2 separate regions of the Mus musculus genome follow, and region 2 is linked to region 1. The links are chromatin contacts, called in public HiChIP or PLAC-seq maps. All regions are on one chromosome and are shown on one strand. Each heading gives the region's core, a stretch centred on a gene start, on an enhancer-like site or on the middle of the called end of the contact. The rest is flanking DNA. Distances are from core to core; before and after follow the strand shown.

Region 1 (7,259 bases), core at 1,819-4,318:
TGTTTGAGATCCCACTGATGCCAAGGAAGTGACGTTGACAGTGTGGGCTTGCCTCAAAATCCCCTGTGCTACCTGAGCAGAAACCACCTGAAGTCATCTTTTCAAACAGTACAGGGAAAAGTCCCCTTTCCTGCTGGTAGACAGTGCAGAACCTAGAAAGAGGCAAATGTCTCAGACATCAGAGGGGCCCACGGTGAAAGACTTCTTTATCTTGTAAGGAAGCAGTCCTTTAATTAGTTTGTTTCTTTTTCAGAAACCCGGTCTGCCAATGTCTCATTCGATTTCTCAGGATTCCACATGCAAGTGTCAAGTTTCCTGTCACACTTGACTGTAACTCCATGGCATTTGGGCATTTGCTGAGGTTCTCTGTAGTTTAAAACAAAAAACAAAACAAAACAAAAAAAAGGACAGGAACCTAGAAAAAGAACTATGCACTTTCCCACCTCTCCACCCACCCCTTCCTGCTCCGCCCCTCACCTTCCTCCAGCTCCGCCCCTTCCTGCTCCGCCCCTCACCTTCCTCCAGCTCCGCCCCTTCCTGCTCCGCCCCTCACCTTCCTCCAGCTCAGCCACAGACCCAGGAGCAAATGTTTCTGCTCTGGTCTGTGGCTTGTTGTTACTTTGCTGTTGCTGAAAACGGGAGAGTCCAAGGCCCTGGAGCATCTTCCTCACCAGGTGACCAGGCTCTGGAAAACCGAAGGTCTTTCTCTTGGGATTGCAGAGTAGCAATGTTGGTGGGCAGGCAGACCTCTAGTTTAAGGGGATGCCTGCTTTAAGATCTCCTGGGTCTTCCATGTTTCATATCAATGAGGTTGTTTACACCTCTGCTGCTGAGACTTTCACAGAAACCTCCAGATGGTACTAGGGGACACAGAAGATCTGGAACAGAGCCAAGACGTCACATCTGACTGCAGACTTTCCCTCCACCAAAGCACCCAAAGATCATTGTTTGGATGTATAAATAACTCAACTTCCCCAAATGTCAAGCTCTTTGTGTTTTGTTCAATAAGTTCTGTGTATAGCACTTTGTCTACCACCAATGTGGTCACAGTTACAACCCTCTAAATGACAGCTGGACCTTCCAGTGAAAGCACAAATGTATGTCGTATATCCCCTGACCACAGAGGAAAAAAACAAAAACAAAAGTCAGAGGAGCAGAAAAAGGTCCTCTTTGCAATTACTGTTCTGCAGGAAAGAACAGATATTGTTTTATATGTAATTTAATGCACATATTTAATAAATAAGTCACTGAAAATTACATATGGCTTGTCTGTAATTGATGCAAACATTAAGGAGTCAAAAACTGCAGTTGCTTTGCTGAGCTGTAATGAGATCCATTGGTCACCATGTAGCCTGGACACATAAGCAGACAAGCAAGCAAGGGCAGTAAAGCTGTCCTTGGAAAAGTTGCAATGATTTGGGGGAAAAGGGAAGAAAGTAATTTAGAGACCTGCTGCTTTTTTTTTCTTACATTGTCAATAGCATCTAATTTGGTGTGTGTGTGTGTGTGTGTGTGTGTGTCTGTGTGTGTGTGTGTGTGTGTGTGTGTGTGTGTGTGTGTGTGTGGAGAGAGACAGAGACAAACAGAGAGACAGACAGATAGACAGATACTAGGCTAGATATTATAGGACCATAGATCTCAACCATGTCTCTTGTGTCCGAATTTGCATTTTGGAAACTCCTGGAACTGTGGATCAGGAGTATAAGACATCATCCCTGCTCTTGAATAGATCATAATCTAGCCACAGATACAAGGGCATCTTGAAAACCTAATGAAAGGTTAGCAAAAGGAGTATATAATCTGAGCAGATTAAGTTCATGAAACGGAAAAGTCAACTGGAACCCAGAATCAGAGACAATGGCAGAAATTCTGACTTTAAAGAGCAGGGAAGCAGAAAGGGAAGGAAATCCGTGTGAGCATTCTTCCTAGTGTAGTTATGTGTGCACACATCTGCTAATTAATTACTTTTCAGTACATGGTCTCACTGCGTAGCTTAGGCTGATCTCAGGCCTCAAACTCACATTCCCCTGCTTCTAGCCCTCGTGTGCTGGGATTACAGGCATGTGCCATCATGCCTGACTCAAGAAGGGGCATTATAAACTGACTGAAGAATATCAGTGATGTGATCAGCAAAGAAACAGAAGCAGGAGTTGGGGGGAGGGGAGAAGGAAGGGAAGGGGGAGGGGTGGGGCAGGGGGAGGGAGAGGGAGAGGCTGCTGCGGAACCTGGATGGTACCAGATCACAATTTACTGGATGTGCTGGAAGCAGAAAGTCTGAGCAGAGACAAAGTTCTGGAGAATTCAGGGCAGGCCATCCTGCTGATTCAGGCATAATTCTCAGCTTTGCCACCAACAGAAAAATAAAATCTAAAACACCATGCCAAGGATACAGGAGAACGAGCAAAGACAAGATCATAGACTGTAGCTACCTAGGCCCTGGGGACTGTCCAGTTTACAACAGTTTGTCCCCTCCCAATAATAAGATCAAGGAAAACTAGAATTGCCATTCTTATTTTACAGATGTCAAAAGTATTTCTAAAGACATAGTTGGCCCCAGACCACACAGCTACTGACTATCTCAAATGAGTTCTCTAAACCCTGGTCTCGGCTACACTTGAGCTGGTGACAAGCCCTTACCAAGCGGTCTGTCCTAAGAGATTCAGACTGCTAACCTGTTGGTGGACCTGTCCTGAGGCTGTTTTCTGGTTACTGTGCAGTGCCATTTTCCTGGGATCTGAGGATGGGTGTTGGGTCTTACTAAGGCTTGCAGAAATCAGCTGACAAGCCTAAACTTTGAACCCCTACCCCATCCCCCCACCTCCACCCGCGCAGGTTAAGTGGGATTGCTGCTCCCACCTACGTTGAAGTGGGGGAAATGCTGCTTTGTGATGGGGCGGAGACCCTTGGGCACTGCTCCAGAGCCATAACCTCCAGCAGGCTTGCCCTTCCTTTCCCTCTACATTCCTTGTCTGGCATTCTCTCTAGTAAATGCCTGTGGCCACAGGGGGGAGTGACCTCAACAAGCCCCTGCCTACACTAGGCATAGAGGGAGGTAGGGTTAGACAGCCACCACAGGGGACAGGGACACTCACTGTGCCCTGCAGCTTCTTAGTCCTCCAGGGAGACAGATCAGCGCGCAACAGGGACAGAGCACTGAGCACTGTCGGTGGTGGCAGCGCGCGGCAGGACAAGGGCCATGCTCCTAGTCTGCCCGTGCTTCTTCCTCCTGGTGGTTCTGGGAACCCGCTGGGCGGGCTGGGGCAGCCACCAGGCAGAGGCCGCGCAACTAAGGCAGTTCTATGTGGCAGCTCAGGGGATCCTCTGGAACTATCATCCTGAGCCCACAGATCCAAGGTAACTGGGGGTGAAATCCAGGTGGGCTTCTTCAAGGAAGAAAATCTATTATAGTTGCAAGGGGTGGGGGTGGGCTGGGAGGAGGAGGAAAAGGAAAAGGAAGAGGAGGAGGAGGAGAGAGAGAGAGAGAGAGAGAGAGAGAGAGAGAGAGAGAGACTAATGTTGTGTGGGTGTAATTTTGTCTCTATGGACATAATTTATCATTTTGAGGATGTGGAAATTTCAATGTGAATGGTTAGCTGTGGCTTTCTTTCCAGGTGCAATCCCTAATCTGTTTTCCCCCCACGTTTGTTAGTTTAGTGTATTGATGGGTTGAAAGGACACACCTCCACAGCCCTCTTAGCCCTTCCTGTGCATTCGGCTTAAGCCTTTTGACAGTCTGCTTAAAAAAAAGAAAAAGGACCTTCTAGTTATATAATATTTATTCCTGTTAAACACAAGTTCATCTTCTAAAGAAAAAGATGTCAAAGCTGTCACCATGTACTTCATTATAAGGAGATTTTGTTGCCTTCCTATAAACGATTTTCACTGTGGGTTCAGAGGGAAGGGAAGGCACACTTGTATTTTCACTTTTCCTAGACTTACCCCTGGCTACCTAATGTGGCTTCATTTTTTCCTCTCATTTTGAGTTACTTCCTGGAATATGACTTATCCTGGGTATTTTGGTCTGCCCTGATTATTACCCATGTTAGTGAGCACATAAGGTAGTCATTCAAAGGCATGTCTAACTAAGAGGAGGCTTAAATAATATCAAACCTAACTTTGAGTTGCAGAATATATTTTGCTAACCTGCCTGCAGTTACCCAAGTCATAGATTCTACGTAGCACTTGCGACCACGAGTGTTTTTATTTTAAATGCTAAGCCTCGCTTACTGGTTGACGCATTTTTTTCCCTTTTAGTTGACATCAAAGTTTAAGTGATTGTGAAAGATGTGTTCCTCTTTTACAATTGCAAAACCAAAGCAATCAGCCAAAGAAAATAATGTAATATCTTGAAAGCAATGTGTAATGTTTTAGTATAAATGAATAATCAGCCTTTGAGTTTGCTGTTGTTGGTTCTGGGTTGTTTGGGAAGGCATTGTATTCAGTCTTGGTATCATGCTAGTGAGAAATATCACATCTAAATGACTTAAAGATTGCATTTTCAGAGTAATAATCTAGACCACACCCATACTCTTAGGAAAGTACCACTAACTGAACACCTCCACCCCACCCCAATCCCAAAAGAAAATAACATTATTTCCAACATCAATTTTGCTGCTTAGGGGCAGAGAACACAGACTTGTGTTCAAGTGACTGCATTCAGCCTGGGGTAAGGCAAAGGTAGGTTTGAGTTAACACAAGGTTAGAGATGAACAAATTCCGATCAAATGCACAGCATGAGGACTCTAGCTAACAACATTGCACAGGTCTTCCCCTGGTAAGGAAAGAGAAGTGGGTAAGTTACCAGTAGGGAAAACTGCTAAAGGAAGTTTCCCAGGGTCTTCATCCCTCCTGTGAAAGATGTAGTTATCAAGACACCTGACCTTGTTGACTCTAGACATAGAGACTGGAGCGGACACCTACTGGGTCAGCTAAAGCTGAGGAAATGGTTTAACCCTCCAGGATCTTTATCAGGAGGGTGTTTATCCTCTGCATCTTCTAAGGAAGCGCCTTTATCTTCCCAATGCAGGATTTTTTCTAATACAAATCCTAGAGTTTTGCCCTACTGCTGTCTTTGCTTTCCCAACTAGAGGCAGGCTCCATCAGATGGACACCAATTCACCACACCTTCTAGTCATTCAAAACCACGGAATGAAAGTGGAAAACGTTTCTAAATGATGTCTGATTCATCGACTGAGAAATGGTTCACATACACTTCTCAGTGACTTATATTTTTAATTTAGACCTGAAGTTCGAGTTTGTGTGACGAGCTTACCATCCTTTATAGAAAAAACTTGACTCTGAAGAGCAGACTTAGAGAAGCACTGGGCTTGTGTTCATGGGAGCATGCACACTGAGGCAGAATGTCTTTGAAAAGACCAATGATTATCCCATTGACTTCACTTGTGATCCAAATTTATAAAACCCTGGGCTTTGGAAATACAATAAATTACTGTCACTTTGCTCTTCAACAAAAATAGTCACATAGACACCTTTCTTTCTGGAATAGAAATAGATAGATATTATATGACTTTCAAGTTCGTTTCTGTACTTTATTTCCAGTTTGAATTCTATACCTTCCTTCAAGAAAATTGTCTACAGAGAGTATGAACAGTATTTTAAGAAAGAAAAGCCACGATCTAGCAACTCAGGTAAGCCTACAAAATATATTTTTTAAATTACTATTATATTGGTGTTTGGACCTAAAATCTAATAAACGCTAAGGAAAAAGAAAAAAAAAAAAAACCTCTACCACTGATCTATATCCCTGGTCTACATCTAAATTTTTATTCTGAGACAAGGTCTCTGGGGAAGACTATGAATTGTGATTTTTCTGTCTCGGATTCTCAACTAGATGGCATTATAGGCCTGTGCCACCAGACACAGCCTGTAGTTTTTATTTTAAATATAATTTTTCGTGGAAAATATTGTATTCTTTATACTTAAAGTATCTACATTGTGAACTGGTCAGATGGCTCAGTGGCTAAAGGTAATTGCTGCTAAGCCTGAAGACCTGAGTTCCATCCCCAGTTCCATGGTAGAAGGAAAGAATTTAATCTTTCAAGTTGGCCTCTGATCTCCACACATGCACCATGATACAAGCACACAAACACACCCCAAAATAAGTAACTAAATATTCATTTAGTTATCTTCCATTATAGGATATGTGATGTTTTTGTCAAACACCAGCAGTATAATATGTATGCTCAGACCCAGTGAGAATATGGGGCTCTTCAAATTATTGAGAATTTTGTAGATGGTGAAATCTAAACCAAACTGCAGTTTTTCTGAGCATGGGGTAATGTGGAATTGAACAGGTCACATGTTACACAGCCAGCCATGCCTTTAGCCTCGGTCAATAAAGCCAAACAAAAAGTTTCAGTGTTTCACTTTGTGTTTATTCATCTAGCAAACCACAGGTGAGCACCTTCTGCGGGCTTGACGGTGAATTAGGCACTATGAGCAAGCACAAGAGTAGACAAAGTAAACTTAGACTTTCCTTAGTTGGCTAGGCACTGGTGTGCCCTAACAGAATGAATTTGCTATTGTTTCTATCCAGCTTCCTGTACCCATTCAAAGGAGCTACATAGATTTGATCCTCTGCTTTTCCAATAGCTATGGCATTTGAAGGAAACCTCTCTTCTTTCTTTCTTTCTTTTTTTTTTCTTTTGTGCTTCCTTAATCAAACACTAACTTATTGAGGGCTCTGAGATCTTAACTATACGAACCTATTTCACAGGAATGACAGAGGTCATCTCCAGGGAGAGCATCTTCCAGTTGCATTCTTTACCATTAGTTTGCTCACCTTCTCCCAGCCTGGTGATGATCTGTTATCCATCCTAGGCTCATCTCCTGCCTCTTCTCCTCCCCCACCCCTTCCACCTCCTGCTCTCACCTTTGTCCTCTGGTCTCTTTCACTCTTCAGTTCTTCCTCAAATCAAATCTTTTCCTTCTGAAAAAAAAAATCACCAACAGAATATTTTTCAGGTAAATCTTATCTAGAAAAATGAAAATATCTTTCTGTTCCTTTACCACTCTCTCTCAATGCCTCCACTCTTCCCTTGCTCTCCAAAGTCAGCCACAACTGTGGTTTTTACAGCTACTTACCCAGGAGCCATGTCCTTTAGGACAGAGCTTGGATTCCCACCCTAGCCTGGCTCAAGTACCTTTTCTCTCTTCTGTATACTCCCAGCACCCTGAACTTGCGCTTGCCTGTTAGAGATGCTGTGAGGTTTAACGAATACAAAGTACTTATCCTATGC
Region 2 (7,061 bases), core at 3,956-6,455, 57 kb after region 1:
GCCCTCTAAGAAATACTTCCTGATTTTCTCAAAAAGTCAAATACATTTAGTACAGCTTCAGTACTCAATACATGCTTCATAATTCATGGGCTCTATGCAATTCCAACCTACAGTGTTTATCAGGCTATGTGACAAACAGATCTCTAGAGTCCCCAGCCCCTGCCTGGCTTTTGTAGCATGTGCTCAGGAGATATATGAATAAATGAACAAATCCTGTCATTCAGCTCCATCTATCAAATGTTCATTGAGTTCTGTTTAAAGTCCTCACTCCCATATCCTGGTGCAGCCTCCAACAATGCCCACACAATTATCACCTCTGATAACATCTGATTCTTTAATAGAAACTGAAGCATGGGGTTGAGGGCTGGTGCCCAGGTGTGTAGCTAGGCGCTCCCACACTTAGTGTGATTTCACAAGTGCCAAAATGATTTCAACTCCTTTCCTTCCAAAAAGCTTTCTTGACTGGTTTCCAAAATCCTACAACGAACCCTTGAAGAAAAGATTTCTTCCCTTGCTTATGTTTCGGTTTTTGGTAGCAACAAGATTTATCATTAACCTTTTTGTGTTATATTTTTAAAACAATTAAGATTGTATCAGGTGCTTTAAACACACACAGACATACACCACACACACACACACACACACACACACCACATACACAAAGACATACAGACATACACCACATACACAGACACACACACACCACATGCACACAGACATACACCACACATAAACATACTACATACTCCCAGACACACACACACACACACACACACACACACACACACACACACAAAGGCAAACAGTGGTAGTATGGCCTAGGAGAAATCAAGAAGGCCTTGAACTCAAGGTCACCTTGGGCTAAAAAGTGAGTTCCAGGCAAAACAAAACACAATCCACCTATTTCACTAAAGGAATGTAGATACAACATTGCACTACCTTGACTTAGACTCTAACCTGAGATGTAGGTAGAGGAGCCGTCTCTACAAGGAGAGTGTGACACACTGAACCTGTCATTTACTCTCACCCTAGGGCTTTGCATTATCCACCCTTTCTCATTCTTCTGCAGCAAATGAACATTTATACTATCATGTGAAGGGAAAATGGGCAAAGCCTTAAGCAGGAGAGGGACAAAATCTAGGGGAAAAGACAAAGGCTGTTTTGAAATGGAGCTGAATCATACTTTTGCAGGTGTTGGAAGTTCTAATTCAGCCTCTTATTGGTTCTATGGAACTGCCAAGAACTCTTTCTATATCTGCGTAGGCCTAGAAATGCCTGGCAATGAGGAAGATGGGTGGTGATGGGGGAAGCCTACCTGACTCCTCCTTGTGAGACAAGTTCTTAAATGATTACAACTTTCTTTCCTTTCAGCAATTAATGGGATGATCTACAACCTGCCCGGCCTGAGAATGTACGAGCAAGAGTGGGTGAGGCTACACCTGCTGAACATGGGCGGCTCCCGAGATATTCACGTGGTTCACTTCCATGGCCAGACCCTGCTGGATAATAGGACCAAACAGCACCAGTTAGGCGTCTGGCCCCTTCTGCCTGGTAAAGATCTGAGTGATGGAAGAGGTCCCTGCTAAGGAATAGATGGGGCACCTGTAAGCGAGATAGGGCGCCATCTCTCTTTCTCTCCTTGTACATCTACCATTTAAGGAATCAGAAGAGAAGATCTAGATCCTGAGGCAAAGCTCTGTTTCCATGCTGTATACAGAACACAAAACAGATCTCCTATGAGCTGTGTGTAGGCACCTCGCAGGACAGATTTGTGAGCCCACTTGGTTCTACAGAGATTCTGTGTCCCATGCAGTTTCTCCTGTGTCTTTAGAATTAGATTTAAGTACATGACAAGATAAGTCACCAAGGCACAGGAAAAAAGAAACAGTTGCTATTGGGAGGTTGATTAGAAACTTAAATTGAGCTCTTCTGGATTCTTGTAATCCACTTCTGAAACCTTCACCCTGACTTTCTGAGGAAGTGACTCTGAGAATCATAAGCTTGAACAGATCCATGACTCTGGAGGGAAGGTACCTTTTAATGACTCTAAGAGCTGATGGGGTACTTAGAGCTTTGCATGTGAAAGTAGGAGGGTTAGTTTAGTGTAGATCTAAACAAACAGCAGTCATCAGTGAGGGTTTTGTTGTTGTGTCCCTAAGTTGTTTCCAGGGAGACCTGTTAGTGAAAGGGGTTATGAGGGCAAGATGCCACTGAAGACCTAAGACACTAGCTAGGATGCACATCTACTGCGACTTTACTCTCAGAGGCTTTGGATAGGCATAGGTCTTGGAGAGGAGAGCCAGGATTCTGCATCTCTTCCAAGGTCTGAGGATCTAGTGAAAGGCCATCTCTTTGCAGGAGTTAGGGTGAGGAAGTCAATGTGTGAATTGGTCTCATATATGGACATGGAGATAGTCATTGTGTGAATTGGCCTCATATTTGAATTTGGAGGAAGTCACTGTGTGAATTGATCTCATATGTGGACATAAAGGAAGTCACTGTGTAAATTGGTCTCATATGTTGACAAGGAGGAAGTCATTGTGTGAGTTGATCTTGTATGTGAAAATGGAAGTCCAGATGGGTCCATTTTACTAAGAAGACAGAAAAATGGCTTCTTGTTTGGTTCTTCCATGCCACTTTCTAAGAAATATAGAAAGTGATGTTCTGTTTAACTTCAGACACAGGATGGACCACCAAATTCAGCCCATATTTTCACAAGAGAAGAAGATGAGAAATCTTGCTCACTGTGTTTGAGATGAATAGTCATCCACTGTTAAGTTTTACCTTCAGTCAGGGACCTGGTCCTAAATTATATCAATGGAATTTAAGCATAGGATCAATTGGCAGAGTAGACATCAAGTGTCAGTATGAATAAGCAGAGGTTTTAGAAACATTTTCATTTTTTCTGAAATAATTTATATACATTTTTACCCATGTATGTACACTTTTAAGAGTATTTGAAACCATAAGGAAAGGATATTTTTATTCCTTACATATTAACATAGAAGAAGAGAGAAAGAAAACATATTTAATAGCCATAAAGTTGAGTAATTTTGAAACTTGGAACTGTACTTGAATTGTGTATGGGGTAACTTGTAACAGTACAGATAAATAAAAATTCCTTTTTAGGGGAGCTGATAGATTTTTTTTAATGTCTAAGTTATTTATTTGTAGCATTTTTTTCTTATTTGTCTGCTTGATGGTTTATTTGCTCAAAATAGTCTCCTGTATCCCCATACAGTAACAGATGGCTTTGAACTCCTGATCCTTCTGCCTCCTCCTATGAGCACTTTGATTAGCAGCATATACTAAGGTGCCCAGTTTATAGGGTTCTTGGTCAAAGTCGGGACTTTGTGAATTCTAGGCAAGCATTCTCCTGACTGTACCTCCCCACCCTAGTTTTGGTGATTTGTGGGTGCTGGTGCTGTAGCTGCTGTTGGGTTCATTTTCATCTGTAACAACCTCAAGAGAAATGCACCACTTTAATTAAAGTCTCCTACACATGGGATACAGGGACTTCAAGATTCATAGAGAGCTCCGTCACAACATTAATGTGTTAACCATCGAGTTTGTAATTTTGTCCTCACTCTCTATTTTAGGTTCATTTAAAACTCTTGAAATGAAGGCATCCAAGCCTGGCTGGTGGCTCCTAGACACAGAGGTTGGAGAAAACCAGGTAGCTGGCATGCAAACGCCATTTCTCATCATAGACAAAGGTATCACTTGCATGTTGTTTACGGGTGAGGGAGTGCCTAGTACTAGACTATTTCCAACTTCCAGATTGAAAGTAATCTGCAAGTGTGAAAATGTGAAGACGGGCTTTTTTTTCTGACCATTAAAAACATAACAATTATCTCTACAACCCTAACAAATAGGTCAAATATTCCATGACTGGGGAACCAATAGAAAGTGCCCTTCCTCCTAATTTGTGATCCATGGGAAAATATACATAAGAAAATCTCTAAGTTCCTAGAGTAGAGCAGAAAGAGTAATCAGAATTCTGCAGTAACAGGCAGTAATCTCTCCACTCATGAGCAGTTCTTGCCAAGCATCTGTCGACTACCAACTACAGTGCTCACATCCAGGTACCCATTATCTGGTATTTCTTTCCTTGAGCAAGATGTAAATAGCATTGTACTTTCCAGGTCAATGGCCAAGAGTGCATTCTTATGAGTAATAGTCCTTAATGTAAATAGTTTGCTTTAAAATACAACCAGATGGACATCAGCTTAAACATACTGTTTTAAAGACTCCAGTTATTTTCTGCTGTGTTAGTTACTATTCAGATAAGCACCAGTCTTGCTGAGTGTTTATCTCTTTCTAACTGGGCATATTAGAGTCATTATCATGGATGGTAAATGAAAATAATCTCTAGACATAGAGGTTTTACTTGTCATATGTAGTTTCTGAGCAAAAAGCATTTGTTTTTGTTTTTTCCTAGAGTGTAAGATGCCAATGGGACTAAGCACTGGTGTCATATCTGATTCACAGATCAAGGCTTCGGAATATCTGAGTAAGTATGGACATCATAGCCTGTGACCGGCCATGCCTACAGTCTCAGTATGCAACTCATAAAGCTATGCATGACAGTCATCTATGAGCCAATTCCTCTCTCTAGGCTTTCGTCTGCTATAGCTTAATGAAACAACCCCATTTATGGGGTTCCTCTGGAAGAGGAAGAAGAAATATTTCAGGAGCAAAAATCCTATTCATACATTTATCATTTCCACTTCTTGTGATGTGTATTGTTCCCAAAGGGCCTGTTCTAGGAAAAATCAAGAATTCAACTTTGCTGATATATCCGCCTAGGCAGCCCAGTAGCTCTACAGGGAATTGGCAGGGAATAAATAACTTTATCTTATGACCTTGTAATTATTTCCCAAATTCCGTTTATCTTACCTACATTGACTCACACGCAAAACCTCCAACAAGATTCACAGGGTTCTATCACCTAAGGAAGAGGGTCTCAATGTTTATGCTAGCCATTCATCTAGTCAAGAAACATTACGATCAAAGTATCTCTTAAAATTTTTTTCCTTCTGCCTCAAATCCCTTCCTGAGATCTAGAGGCTGTCATCAAAAGAATAATGAGGTTCCCACATATTCCTCCCAAGTCTTCCTGTTTGGTAGGCACACTCGGCAGTAGCCGTATCAACATAACTGAGAAAACACAAACATGACCTATGTGCTAGAAAGGGTGGATGATGGCTTACAACTGACTAAACATGGCCTGAAGCCAAGGTTTCATCACTGAGGACTAGCTTGGCAGCCAAAGTTCATGTCACCTGCCTGGTCTCATAACTATAGCATATAGGTCTGGTTCTCTGCTGTACTAAACTTATTTGAGAAGTTGGTAGTTTTCTATTGAGGGTGGGGAGAATTCTTCAAGCCAGACATGGTAGTATATGGTTGAGGCAGAAAAACAGTGAACTTTAGTCCTGCCTGGTCTATATATACAACAAGACTTTTTTTTTTTTCAAAAATAAATTAATTCACAAATTCCTTTTTTTCTTCTTTTGAATTTAGCTTATTGGGAGCCCAGATTAGCACGATTAAACAATGCTGGTTCATACAATGCTTGGAGTATAGAAAAAACTGCATTAGATTTTCCCATTAAACCTTGGATCCAGGTACGTCTAACTAACCTCATAATATTGGTTACGATGATGACAACACAGGTCGTGGGTTTAGTTGTTTCTTGAAATGGCAATGAAGGAAACAGCCCTGAGTAGATGTAGTTACTGTTCTCAGTGGTTGCTTTCTCATAATTGACAATGAGAGGTAGGTCAAGTAATTTTCAGTCTATGAAAGAAACCCCAGCAACAAAGGTGTCAACTGCTTTCCCAAAGTGCAGCACAGCTAGTCAGTGTCCACACTGACATTCAAGTTCAGATGTGCTTTGCTCAACTGTGGGCTGTACCTCGCCACTTAATGAATTTACTAAGACCTTGGGTATTCCCAATGCTAAAGAAAGCTGATTATAGCTTGAGTTACGGTAAGGTGTGACTCACTAACAAGGATGGTTCTGTTTACTCGCTTGACTGTGTTGCAGGTGGACATGCAGAAGGAAGTTGTAGTCACCGGGATACAAACCCAAGGTGCTAAACACTACCTAAAGTCCTGCTTTACCACGGAGTTCCAAGTGGCTTACAGCTCTGACCAAACCAACTGGCAGATCTTCAGAGGGAAGAGCGGGAAGAGCGTGATGGTTTGAGCACTCATTTCTAGCTAAATCTTAAGGCTCACGCTGGGCTTTCCATAGCAGTAGCCTTTCAAATTGCATTTCGGGGAGTTAGAAAAGTGAATGAATGGCTTTCTAAGGGTCTTAGGAAGTGAAAATGATAGTATGATGATGGGTCTGTACAATAAAAAAATCTTCAAATCTCTGCAGAACTTGAAAGGAAAAACATTGAAGCAAGTACCACTTCAAAACAGATTGGCAGCAGTATTCAGCGCAGTGTCCACCCTTGTTCAACACAGCCCCTATGCTAGGAACTGCTTGTGTCTGCAAAGGGTTTTGATTTTTCTATCACCTTTTACTTTGTTCTGTATCTCACACACCTTGATTTATGGTGATTGTGGACATCCATTGATGCTCTGAGGCACCGTCCTTCTCTGGCCACCTTAGAGGACATGCCAGAGGACTTACAGACTCCCGTCTGGTATTCCATGAGCCCAGACAAGATGCCTAGATCATTCCTCATTCCCAGGCTCCTCCCCCAAGAATAATATCCAAACACTGAGAGCCTGTCTGCCATGATTGCACAAACACCTTGAGTCTGTTTCTGTTGGTACTTTATGTAAATCAATCACTTTACCACGTGCTACTTTTTCTTTGCTGTCTTGACTGTTTCTAGTAGTGACATATTTGTAATGTAGCTTAGATAAAAATCACTAAAAAAGAAAATCCTAAATTCCGGTGCTTATCATATCAACCAGTAAGGGGAGAGAAAACTTGATAGCCATCAAAATCATGCCTTCAAGATTTTCAGATCCATATCTATGCAGGACTTCGGCATGTAGTTTGATGGTTCTGTAATTTGATTGTCTCAAGCTTTAAT

What was found. HiChIP or PLAC-seq counts read pairs in DNA pulled down with a chosen protein or histone mark.
Region 2: an H3K27ac HiChIP or PLAC-seq map of hepatocytes shows a contact between it and region 1, with 2.2 times the contacts expected there. The contact joins the enhancer-like site here to the promoter of F5 in region 1. A contact is called at or near these places in 6 of 39 promoter capture datasets (HPC-7-derived erythroid cells, embryonic stem cells, hematopoietic stem and progenitor cells and 3 more), 3 of 484 Hi-C or Micro-C datasets (the AML12 cell line, the C2C12 cell line and nephron progenitors), 3 of 115 datasets of contacts at active chromatin or transcription factors (astrocytes, embryonic stem cells and hepatocytes) and 3 of 9 other capture datasets (adipose tissue, liver and pancreatic islet).

The regions. Positions count from the first base shown.
Region 1 is chr1:164,148,767-164,156,025 of GRCm38.p6, forward strand. It overlaps F5 (coagulation factor V), which reads left to right and starts at 3,069. Exons shown (of 25, transcript NM_007976.3): 1 at 3,069-3,354; 2 at 5,560-5,648. The coding sequence starts at 3,197. It overlaps Gm16548 (predicted gene 16548), which reads right to left and starts at 3,451. Exons shown (of 3, transcript NR_037987.1): 1 at 3,093-3,451; 2 at 554-878; 3 at 1-366. Selp (selectin, platelet) reads left to right here. Exons shown (of 16, transcript NM_011347.2): 16 at 254-1,260.
Region 2 is chr1:164,203,411-164,210,471 of GRCm38.p6, forward strand. It overlaps F5 (coagulation factor V), which reads left to right. Exons shown (of 25, transcript NM_007976.3): 17 at 1,372-1,551; 18 at 3,600-3,716; 19 at 4,442-4,513; 20 at 5,527-5,630; 21 at 6,053-6,208. Among named protein-coding and RNA genes, the nearest start is that of Gm51287, 11 kb to the right of the region's middle. Within about 2 kb of position 5,206, at least 15 of the 459 cell types and tissues checked have an H3K27ac peak or open chromatin away from gene starts, as enhancers often do. A contact at or near this core is called in hepatocytes, where this site is marked.